2 separate regions of the Mus musculus genome follow, and region 1 is linked to region 2. Evidence: chromatin contacts called from public promoter capture Hi-C data. All regions are on one chromosome and are shown on one strand. Each heading gives the region's core, a stretch centred on a gene start, on an enhancer-like site or on the middle of the called end of the contact. The rest is flanking DNA. Distances are from core to core; before and after follow the strand shown. Region 1 overlaps Gm14066 (a long non-coding RNA gene). Region 2 has its middle 160 kb from the start of Gm14062.

Region 1 (4,760 bases), core at 1,712-4,211, 1.3 Mb after region 2:
AATTTCAGAAGCCTCCTGAGTGCAAGCAAATGGGAAATAAAGCTCTGTCCATTGTAAGAGAAAAGAATTGCCTTTGTTAAGTGGTTTTCCCCTAGAAGCAGCTAAGTATCAGAAACAAGACTGACCCCTGGAGGCCCAGTGAAAATTGGGAAGGAAACCTGGATCCTGAGTCTCCTGCAGTATGTAAGGCCTTTCCTCTATCATCATGTCTCGCCATCTTCTCCCAACATCTTCTGCTGTCACAGAAACAACCCCTTTCCTACCAGTGGAAGAGTACCCCCATAATGCCCAGGGACTAAACCACCAACCAAAGAGTACACATGGAGGGACCCATGGCTCCAGCCGCATATGTAGCAGAGGATGGCCTTGTCAGGCATCAATGGGAGGGGAGGCCCTTGGTCCTATAAAGGTTTGATAATTCAGTGTAGGGGAATGCCAGCAAGGCAGAAGTGGGTGGGAGGGTGGGTGGGTGGGGGAACATCTTCATAGAAGCAGGGCAAGGGGCATGGAATAGGGGGTTTCCAGGAGGAAATCGAGAAAGGAATGCATATCTATGTGTTTTGGGATGATTGTACCAGGGTAACCAATACAATGTTGCTAATAAGCAAACTGTATAGGACCATTGAGTTAATAATGATGGAAGAGCTAAAACATGTACACATATATTTAAATTATTAAATCATTTGTAAAAGTTTATTTAAGATGCACTTATACTAGTGATACCAGAAGAGTTCTAAACTAGAGAATTGAGTAAAGGCAAGCAACTAGATAAAATATAGCTATAACATAGCATTGTTGGAGGAGGACAAAAACATACCTAAAATAATATTTTTATAAATATAAGCACAGATGAATAGTATTGGTTTATTTATTTTAAATGGCAAGGCACCAGTATTCTCTAAGATGGATTTGGATGTATAGGAGCTGGACAGGGAAGATTTAGACACACCTCATTAGCTAGCAGTACAACTTGAGAAAACTTACTCTTCTTTGGATGCTTCTACACTCTGGAGATTAGAAAAATGCCTGCCTGATAGCGACACTGTGTGAATTAAATGAGTTAGCAAAAAGGCAGCTACCTCACAACCCAGCAATGTTCTAGATGCTCTGTCTTACATCGTTGAGTATGCAGATGCTAGGACTAATACATCCAATTCACAGGTCAAGAAAATGAGACTCACGGATGGTAAGGTAATTCACCAATATCTTAGAGAAATCTAGAGATTCCGGGACAAGGACGGTCTTCATGGACAAGTGTCTAAAGTAGAATGACTACATTTTCAATCCAAAACTAATCCCTGAAGTCCATGTATCCTCTTATAATATAGGGGAAATAAACGAATCGTATTAAGGTTATATATCATTGCAAACTTGACCAATCTGGAATCCCCTAGGAGATTGGTGGGCACTCCTGTGAATGCTGTGAGAGTGTTTCAAAAGACGATTAACTGAGGGGAAGAAGACACACTTGACTACAGAAGAACTAATCCATTTTTCTGGGACCTGGACAGAATATAGTGACAGGAGTTCGGGCATGAGGTAGTCTCCTGAGTGCTGCCACTTGCCTGTTCCAGCTTTCTCTCCACCGTGATGTGAGCTCACTGTGCCCTACACTCTATAATGATCCCTACAAACCAAATACACTTTCACTTCATCAAATGCTTTTGTTGAGGTGTTAGATCACAGAAGTAGCCCCACTAAAAGAGATCCACCGTCTGGGACTTGAGGCTTAAGAATACATTGCTCCAGGATCTAATTAAACAGAGCGGATAGTGTTCCTATCTAGTTCAAAATCCGAGAATGAATGTAAATCTCCCTTTTGCCAAAAGTGGTATGACAGATTGAAAAACTGATTCTAATACTTTGCCTCATGTGAGTTTATGGTGGAAAGATGTAATGTGTTACCCTTTAGCTTTGGGTTTGTCTGTGTGAATTGTTTTGCATCATGGAATGTGAATCATTGTAATTTGCTCAGAGGTTTTAACTGTACTTGTTTTATGCAGTTGGTTTTATCTCCTTGCACATGTGTTAATGTGGCAAGAAAACATCCCAGATGCTTACAGCTCCTGTAGAACCAGACAAGTGGAATAGACATGAATTGGACTCAGGCCAATTCCAACCTAAATATGCTTCACACCAAATACAGAATTACCATGAGTGGAAAAACAGTACATAGGCTCTAAACTACTGGACCATTACTAGTTTGTTGTCATTATTGTTACAAAGCATTGTGGTGCCTTTGTAGACAGATAAAACTGGTCATGTATAATCATTCTTCCTTTTATACTTCTGAAAGGGCCGCTCTTTCCCTGCTAGGACTAGAAGCTTTAGCTCTGCATTTAATCAATATGAAAAGAGGGTCTTTTATTGTGCTCTCTGCATACAGCATCAACTCACATATCAATCTGGGGGACTGAAGTCTTTCCACAGCCGGCTTTTGCCACACTTATCCTCTTACTCCAAAGTCTTCAATGGCTTCCTTGTATAGAATGCTTTCACACTGCTCCAGGTTTAACCAGTGCCTTCTCCCTTAAACATATGTTAAAGTTCACACTCACTGTGCTGTACCTGGAACATTTTTTAGCAGACTATCATTTCCATATCCTCTTATCCCTGTGTTGGATTTTACTACAACTTAAATTCCTCCTCGAGCTGAGCCGTTCGCTTCTTACAGTACCATCTGTTTGGCACACACCTCACCCCTCCCATTGATGATGGACTGAACACATCATATTCTTTACTAAGCTCTTAAAAGTCCACCCTTCATTTTCATAATTTTATAACCATCGTGGTTGTTTGCTCCCAGGGAAGGCTACAGGCATATGGGCTCTGAGTATTTATCAGTGTTATCTTGACTATACAAAGAAAGTTATTTAATTCCTGAATCTGTTCTGTGATACACTACTGCCACCACACAGTTAGGCTTTGAGGTTGTCAGAGTACAATATGGTTTTATTTCACTCCCATGTCACAGAATGTGTCAGTTAGGATTCTGGTCCATGTGGTGGCTACCCAGGGACTCATGCTCAAAGAAGCTTCACCACAGTACTGTATTTACAATTTCACACTGAAAAAAAAATGTAGGAGCAGGTAAATGACTCCCAGACCCACACGTTTAATCCCCTATTTTATATGAATCCTAACAAAACTTTACCTACCAATCTAGATAGACAAAATCAATTACCACCTAATACGTGACAGGTAAATACTTTTATTCATGAAGTGTTGCTAGAAGGAAAGTATTGTGATATATTTAGCTAAGAAAATAAAATTCCCCTGAAGTTTGGCAGCTTGACAAAGATGTCATAGCTAATATATATAATATATACAAATATTATATATATTAGGAGTAAAATTTAAAACCAAGACTTCATATCCCCAATCTTTTATTTAAAATGTAGCATTTGAGGATTAGAACAAAAGCATATCTACCAACAATGAAGAATAAGGCTATAAATTTGAAAACATGCAAGAACGATATGGGATAGTTTTGGGGGTGGGGAGTGAAAGGGAATGATGTGATTTTTATTGTAATCTCAAAAAGTAAAACAAATATATGTTATAAGATATTGTAAGGAATGAAGCATACCAACACAGGGAGAGCTAGGTAGAAAGATATCTTCTGTAATTACTTTTCCAAAGAATTTTTCCTTTGGGTGTATGAAGAATACTCAAAACAAATTCTATTTGAATGACCCAGATCTGATATACTGAGAACCAAGTAGCACAAATATACACTAGAGCCTCATTTTTCATAGTTTCTGCATTCAAAACTCTATGTACTCACTGAAAGCAATCAATGATCCCAAGCTCATAGAACCTTCACAGTCATTCACAGGGATAGAAGCAGTAATGAAACTCTGGAATTTTATAAAGTGCAGATTTCAGGCTGAAATAAAACAAGGGAGTACTCTGTCTTCTTGTCTGATACACCACACTATAACGGGGTTTCTTCCTCTCCATTTGCTCCAAGCCACTTTTTTTTTCATTATTGCACTTTTGCTTGTTCTTTTGCTTTAGAGTGGCCTTCTGCATAGTGCCAAACACTATTTAGTGTTTTCAAGTCCAGGAACATTAACCGTGTCTCATGAGAAAAATGTATGGTTCGGATGAGCTTCAGTCATTCACAGGTCACAATGCTGTGAGTTTAACAGTCATAACTCAACAACCTGGCACATCCAAGAAGAGATAGAACTCTCTCCTTCCTCTGTGAAGTTGGTGAGAAATAACCATAGAATGTGAAAAAATAAAAAGCTATGGGAAGATAGTAAGGAGGGTACATTTGTTCATGTCTAATATGGCCACTAACTAGATAATTGTTCTAAAATTGAAAGCCAGGGAAGTTTATTGTCCTCTTATCCAGAACCAGAAAAAAACAAACAAACAAACAAACAAAACGCCAAATCATTCTCACCTAGTTCCATCTGATTTGCATGTTTCAAAAAAGATTGTGGCATGAAAAAAAATAAATTTGCAGTTTCTGAAGTTTCAAGACATTGCAAAAGAAGTTTTTTATGATTTTGACAAATGCTATATAGTAAAGGTTTATAGGAAAGAGCAGGTTTTCATCTATGATGAAACTAGCTCATCTCATAAGCACACTGCTAAAAGAACTCAATTAACACAAACAGCACAATGGTCAAATGTTGCAGAGGAGCATACAAGAACCTATCTCTATCTTCCTCTAAGGAGCCATGGTTCAATATTTGCTAATTCTCTGCTATGAGTGATTTTACAAAGCAAATATCTGCTTGGAATAA
Region 2 (4,538 bases), core at 761-3,260:
CCAGGCTTCTGTTCTATGATCTCTTGTCTTATTTTCAGTAAACACATTGTTTTCTGAAGCAAATCTTAAACATAACATTACATATTGGATAACAAATTGGTGTGCTCTTCCCTGGAGAGACAATTTATCCTGTTTCAGCATTTCTTTGCTGCCCACAGTTTTGTGCAGGGTTGAGGCCTCCTGGGCATTCCCCTGTCTATTAAGCGTGTCTATTATTGTAGAACTTCGTCAGTTCATTTTTGGGTAGGCATGTTGGGAAGACTTTATGGTTGTTGCTTCTGATATTTCTAGGAGACACCATGTCATAAGAAACTCCATGAAAACAAACAGACAAGGAACATTGTAAAAAAAAAAAAGTAGCAGGTTGCATTTATTAAGAAATCTATTTGTATACATATATATGCATGAAGCAATAACTAATGAAAATAAGCGTTAATTTATATGAGAATGTTTATAGGAAGAAAGGGGAACCAGGAAATGATGCAATTATTATGTCGATTTTTAAATACCACAGAAGACAGCTCAGCACTTTAGAGCACTCCTTATCTTACAGAGGACCCCAGTTATATTCCTGACACAGACTTAGTTCCAGGACCTTGGACAACCTCTTTTGGCCCCCATGGCTACCAGGCATACATGTGTCTTCAATATCTGTGAAAGAGGGGGCCAAAGCAATGAGGAAGGGCAAGGGGAGGAGAGCCAGCAGAAAAATAATAAACTGTCACAAAAATGTTCCACTCTTTAGTTCTAGTGAGGTTCTCAGAAAACTTTGAAACACCAGAATGTGAGTTACTCAAATAATAATCTTTGCTTCTAACCTGTATTTTTAATGGAAATAATGAAGTCCTGAATCAGGTTTGCCTGAGTCTCCTTTCCTTTCCTTCCTTTTGTTTCTTTTGGTTTGCTTTGGGTTTTTGTTTGTTTGTTTGTTTGTTTGTTTGTTTTTATAATCGAATTAACTCCAGAACATTCGGGGGTGCCGGCTGGGATCCTTATCCCCACCAATAGACCAGTAGCTGCCTAATGAGCTGCCACGGGAGCCCCTGTGAGACCTAGGGAAGAATGAGAGGCTGAGCACTGTGACAGACGCTTCAGCCTCGTCAACAGGAATCCAGGCAGTTAATAGATTCCTAGGATTTGAGGGGCTCACACATAAGGCTAGGAAGGTGAGGACTCATCCTTGACAGAGTAATATCCCCGTTCTGCCACCCACTTGAGTTTTGAGTTTGCTCACAGAGACAAGGGTCCTTTTAGGTTGTGCTAGCTTCTGTGGGAGACTGCTGTGAGGGCACGAAGGTGACGACCTCCTCTCTTCTAAGTCCAGACCTTGATACTGGAAGGAAATAAAGCTATGTTTAAAGAGTCAACCATCATGGTGAAGCTTGAACCTTGGGGCCTTGTTCCTGGTAGTAGGAACATTGGAAGGGATGCTGCCCACATACAGTGACTACTGTAAATCATTTCCTCTGTATTTTCCTGGGGATAAAAATTGTGAGTTGAAACAGGTGAGTGGGCGTCATATTATTATGCAAAAAATTAATATTAGCAAAGAAAAGCCTCAAGGGCTGTTTGCTTGTTTTCATCTGAGAATAAGATGGGTTGGAAATGTAGACGTGTGTACATGTTCCCCTGTCTGCCGCCAGGGGGCAGCATCTTCTTGGGCAAAGGGAGGCCAGTGAGGAAGAAATTGCGTCTGGAAGATGCTGTTTGTCGCCTGGTGTCTTAAACCCTGAGGAAAGGAGAAATACCCTCTAAAATGGACTTCTCTAAAGAGATCTAAAAATCCTCAGAAATCAGAGGTCAATTCAAAAGAAACTATGGCTTCTGGGAGATGCTCAGAACATGGAAATCATTGATACTCTGAGAGTATTTCTTCTGAAGGGTTTTCCTTAGATTTTCCTGGATGAGATTTGGTGAAAGCAGATTTATTTTTAACAAATGCACACACATGGCATCCTCTTTCTTAGTGACAGGAACTTCTCATTTTTCCAAAATGTGCTTGGCAAGCTTGGCAGCCAGAGAAACGAGACTGGGAGACCTGCTGTTCCATGGTGCATGACGAGCAACAGAGGAAGCCAGTCTAAACCAGAAACCATCCTCTCAGGACGGATTCGGGAGGATGTTCTGCATTCACAACACTCACGTTCAAAGCTGTGGTTTCTTACTCCGCAGTAATTCTGCACCTTTACATCATTTTCTTATATACATTAGTGGAAAATTGGCGGGGGTGGGGGGGCGTCAGGGGACACGAAGTAGCTAAGGCACTAGACTTAGATAATTCTGTCAGAATTCTCAGCATTATTTTCCTTCATCATCTTTTTTCTTTTCCTACATGTGGCTTTAAGCCCAGTGCTTGTAGCATAAGCCCTTGAAATTCTATCAGCCAGGAAGTTGAGGTTTCTGACAGAATGAATATGCATGGCACACATAATCTACAATTTATTAGGCTGCTTCGCTGGTCATTATTGAGATTTGATTGTAATGCTTAGTGGCGTTAACATCCTCTCCATCCCCCTAACAACATTTATGGTCAGTAATAATATTAGCTCAATCCTTGAGCCTCGCTCTGCTGAATGAACCAAGCGACTTGAGCTCCTCTTGGCTCATTACTTCTAACAGGGCTCCTGTAGTCATGTCACACTCCAGCGACAAGCCTGACAGAATGGCATCTTTTAAATATTATCTCTGACATATTTCTCTGAAATGCTAGCCTTTCAATTAGTGTTATGCACCAGAAGTGACAGATTCTAGAAGAGTCACTTCTACAAGAGAGTACAGTAATAGGTGACCTACCAACAACAGTGGGCTAGAGAAGACATCCATGAATAAGTTCATTATAGCCCCTTGAAGGGGTTTCCACAGCATGGGCATGAACTAGTGGTCAATCAAGATGTCCATATATCTTTCTTTTGGACATTGTTTTTCCATTTCCCAGGTTCTGCATCTTTTGCTACTAAAAGCTGCTTCCTTCACCCATAGGCATTACAGATGCCCAAAGTCTGGTCCCACAGGAGCTCATACGTGATACCCTATTATTGCAGAACGTCAAATGCCTGTCCCCTTTGCCTTTGGGACGCACAAACTGACATGAAAGTTATGCTACAGAGACCTTGTCGGATCAAGCTGAGGTTGAGGTTTCACTCAAAATCACACTCATGCTTGGCTTCTTCTGTTGGGAGCCGCCCCCACATTCGCCGTTACAAGATGGCGCTGACATCCTGTGTTCTAAGTGGTAAACAAATAATCTGCGCATGTGCCAAGGGTATCTTATGACTACTTGTGCTCTGCCTTCCCCGTGACGTCAACTCGGCCGATGGGCTGCAGCCAATCAAGGAGTGACACGTCCGAGGCGAAGGAGAATGCTCCTTAAGAGGGACGGGGTTTTCGTTTTCTCTCTCTCTTGCTTTTTCGCTCTCTTGCTTTTCCCTCTCTCTTGCTTCTTGCTCTCTTTTCCTGAAGATGTAAGAATAAAGCTTTGCCGCAGAAGATTCTGGTCTGTGGTGTTCTTCCTGGCCGGTCGTGAGAACGCGTCGAATAACAATTGGTGCCGAATTCCGGGACGAGAAAATCCGGGACGAGAAAAAACTCCGGACTGGCGCAGGAGGGATACTTCATTCCAGAACCAGAACTGCGAATCAAGGTTATAAGGTTCCCGTAACACAGACTGTTGAGAAGGATTCAACTGCCGAATTCAGAACTCATCAGCTGGGGAACGACGGTGATAAAGGTTCCCGTAAAGCAGACTGTTAAGAAGGATTCAACTGTATGAATTCAGAACTTTTCAGCTGGGGAACGAGAGTACCAGTGAGTATGTTTGGCCTTGAATTTTTTCTGGTGTTAGGAGCCCTTTTGTTCCTTTTCACATGTTATATAGTGGTTAAGGCAGGGCTGAAAATTCTGGATGAAATTCAGGGCAGTCTATCAGAAGTAAAGCGGGGAGAGAGAGTAGGAGCAAGGAGAAACGGTAAGTATACAGGCCTTTCCAAGGGTCTTGAACCCGAGGAAAAGTTAAGGTTAGGTAGGAATACCTGGAGAGAGATTAGAAGAAAAAGAGGAAAAAGGGAGAAGAAAAAAGATCGATTAGCGGAGGTCTCTAGGAGATACTCGTCACTAGATGAGCTCAGGAAGCCAGCTCTTAGTAGCTCTGAAGCAAGTGAAGAATCCTCCTCTGAGGAAACAGACTGGGAGGAAGAAGCAGCCCATTACCAGCCAGCTAATTGGTCAAGAAGAAAGCCAGAAGCGGCTGGCGAAGGCCAGTTTGCTAATTGGCCTCAGGGCAATCGGCTACCAGGTGCACTCCCGCCCTATGCGGAGTCCCCGCCCTGCGTAGTGCGTCAGCCCGTGGTGCGTCAGCAATGCGCAGAGAGGCAGTGCGCAGACTCATTCATTCCCCGAGAGGAACAAAGGAAAATACAACAGGCATTTCCAGTCTTTGAAGGAGCCGAGGGTGGGCGTGTCCACGCTCCGGTAGAATATGTGCAGATTAAATATGGAATCAATGCTAATTTTACCTTGGTACAGTTAGACAGGCTTGCCAG

Evidence for each region. Promoter capture Hi-C pulls out the DNA fragments that hold promoters and counts their contacts.
Region 1: a contact with region 2 is called in a promoter capture Hi-C map of hippocampal neurons, with 5 times the contacts expected there. The contact joins two enhancer-like sites. A contact is called at or near these places in 1 of 39 promoter capture datasets (hippocampal neurons), 11 of 484 Hi-C or Micro-C datasets (adipose-derived mesenchymal stem cells, cerebellar granule neurons, cerebellum and 4 more) and 1 of 115 datasets of contacts at active chromatin or transcription factors (astrocytes).

Annotation. Positions count from the first base shown.
Region 1 is chr2:139,281,805-139,286,564 of GRCm38.p6, forward strand. All of the region lies in intron 3 of Gm14066 (a long non-coding RNA gene), which reads right to left. Among named protein-coding and RNA genes, the nearest start is that of Gm14066, 23 kb to the right of the region's middle. Within about 2 kb of position 2,962, at least 4 of the 459 cell types and tissues checked have an H3K27ac peak or open chromatin away from gene starts, as enhancers often do. A contact at or near this core is called in cerebellar granule neurons, cerebellum and hippocampal neurons, where this site is marked.
Region 2 is chr2:138,031,916-138,036,453 of GRCm38.p6, forward strand. No RefSeq gene overlaps it. Among named protein-coding and RNA genes, the nearest start is that of Gm14062, 160 kb to the left of the region's middle. Within about 2 kb of position 2,011, at least 24 of the 459 cell types and tissues checked have an H3K27ac peak or open chromatin away from gene starts, as enhancers often do. A contact at or near this core is called in cerebellar granule neurons, cerebellum and hippocampal neurons, where this site is marked.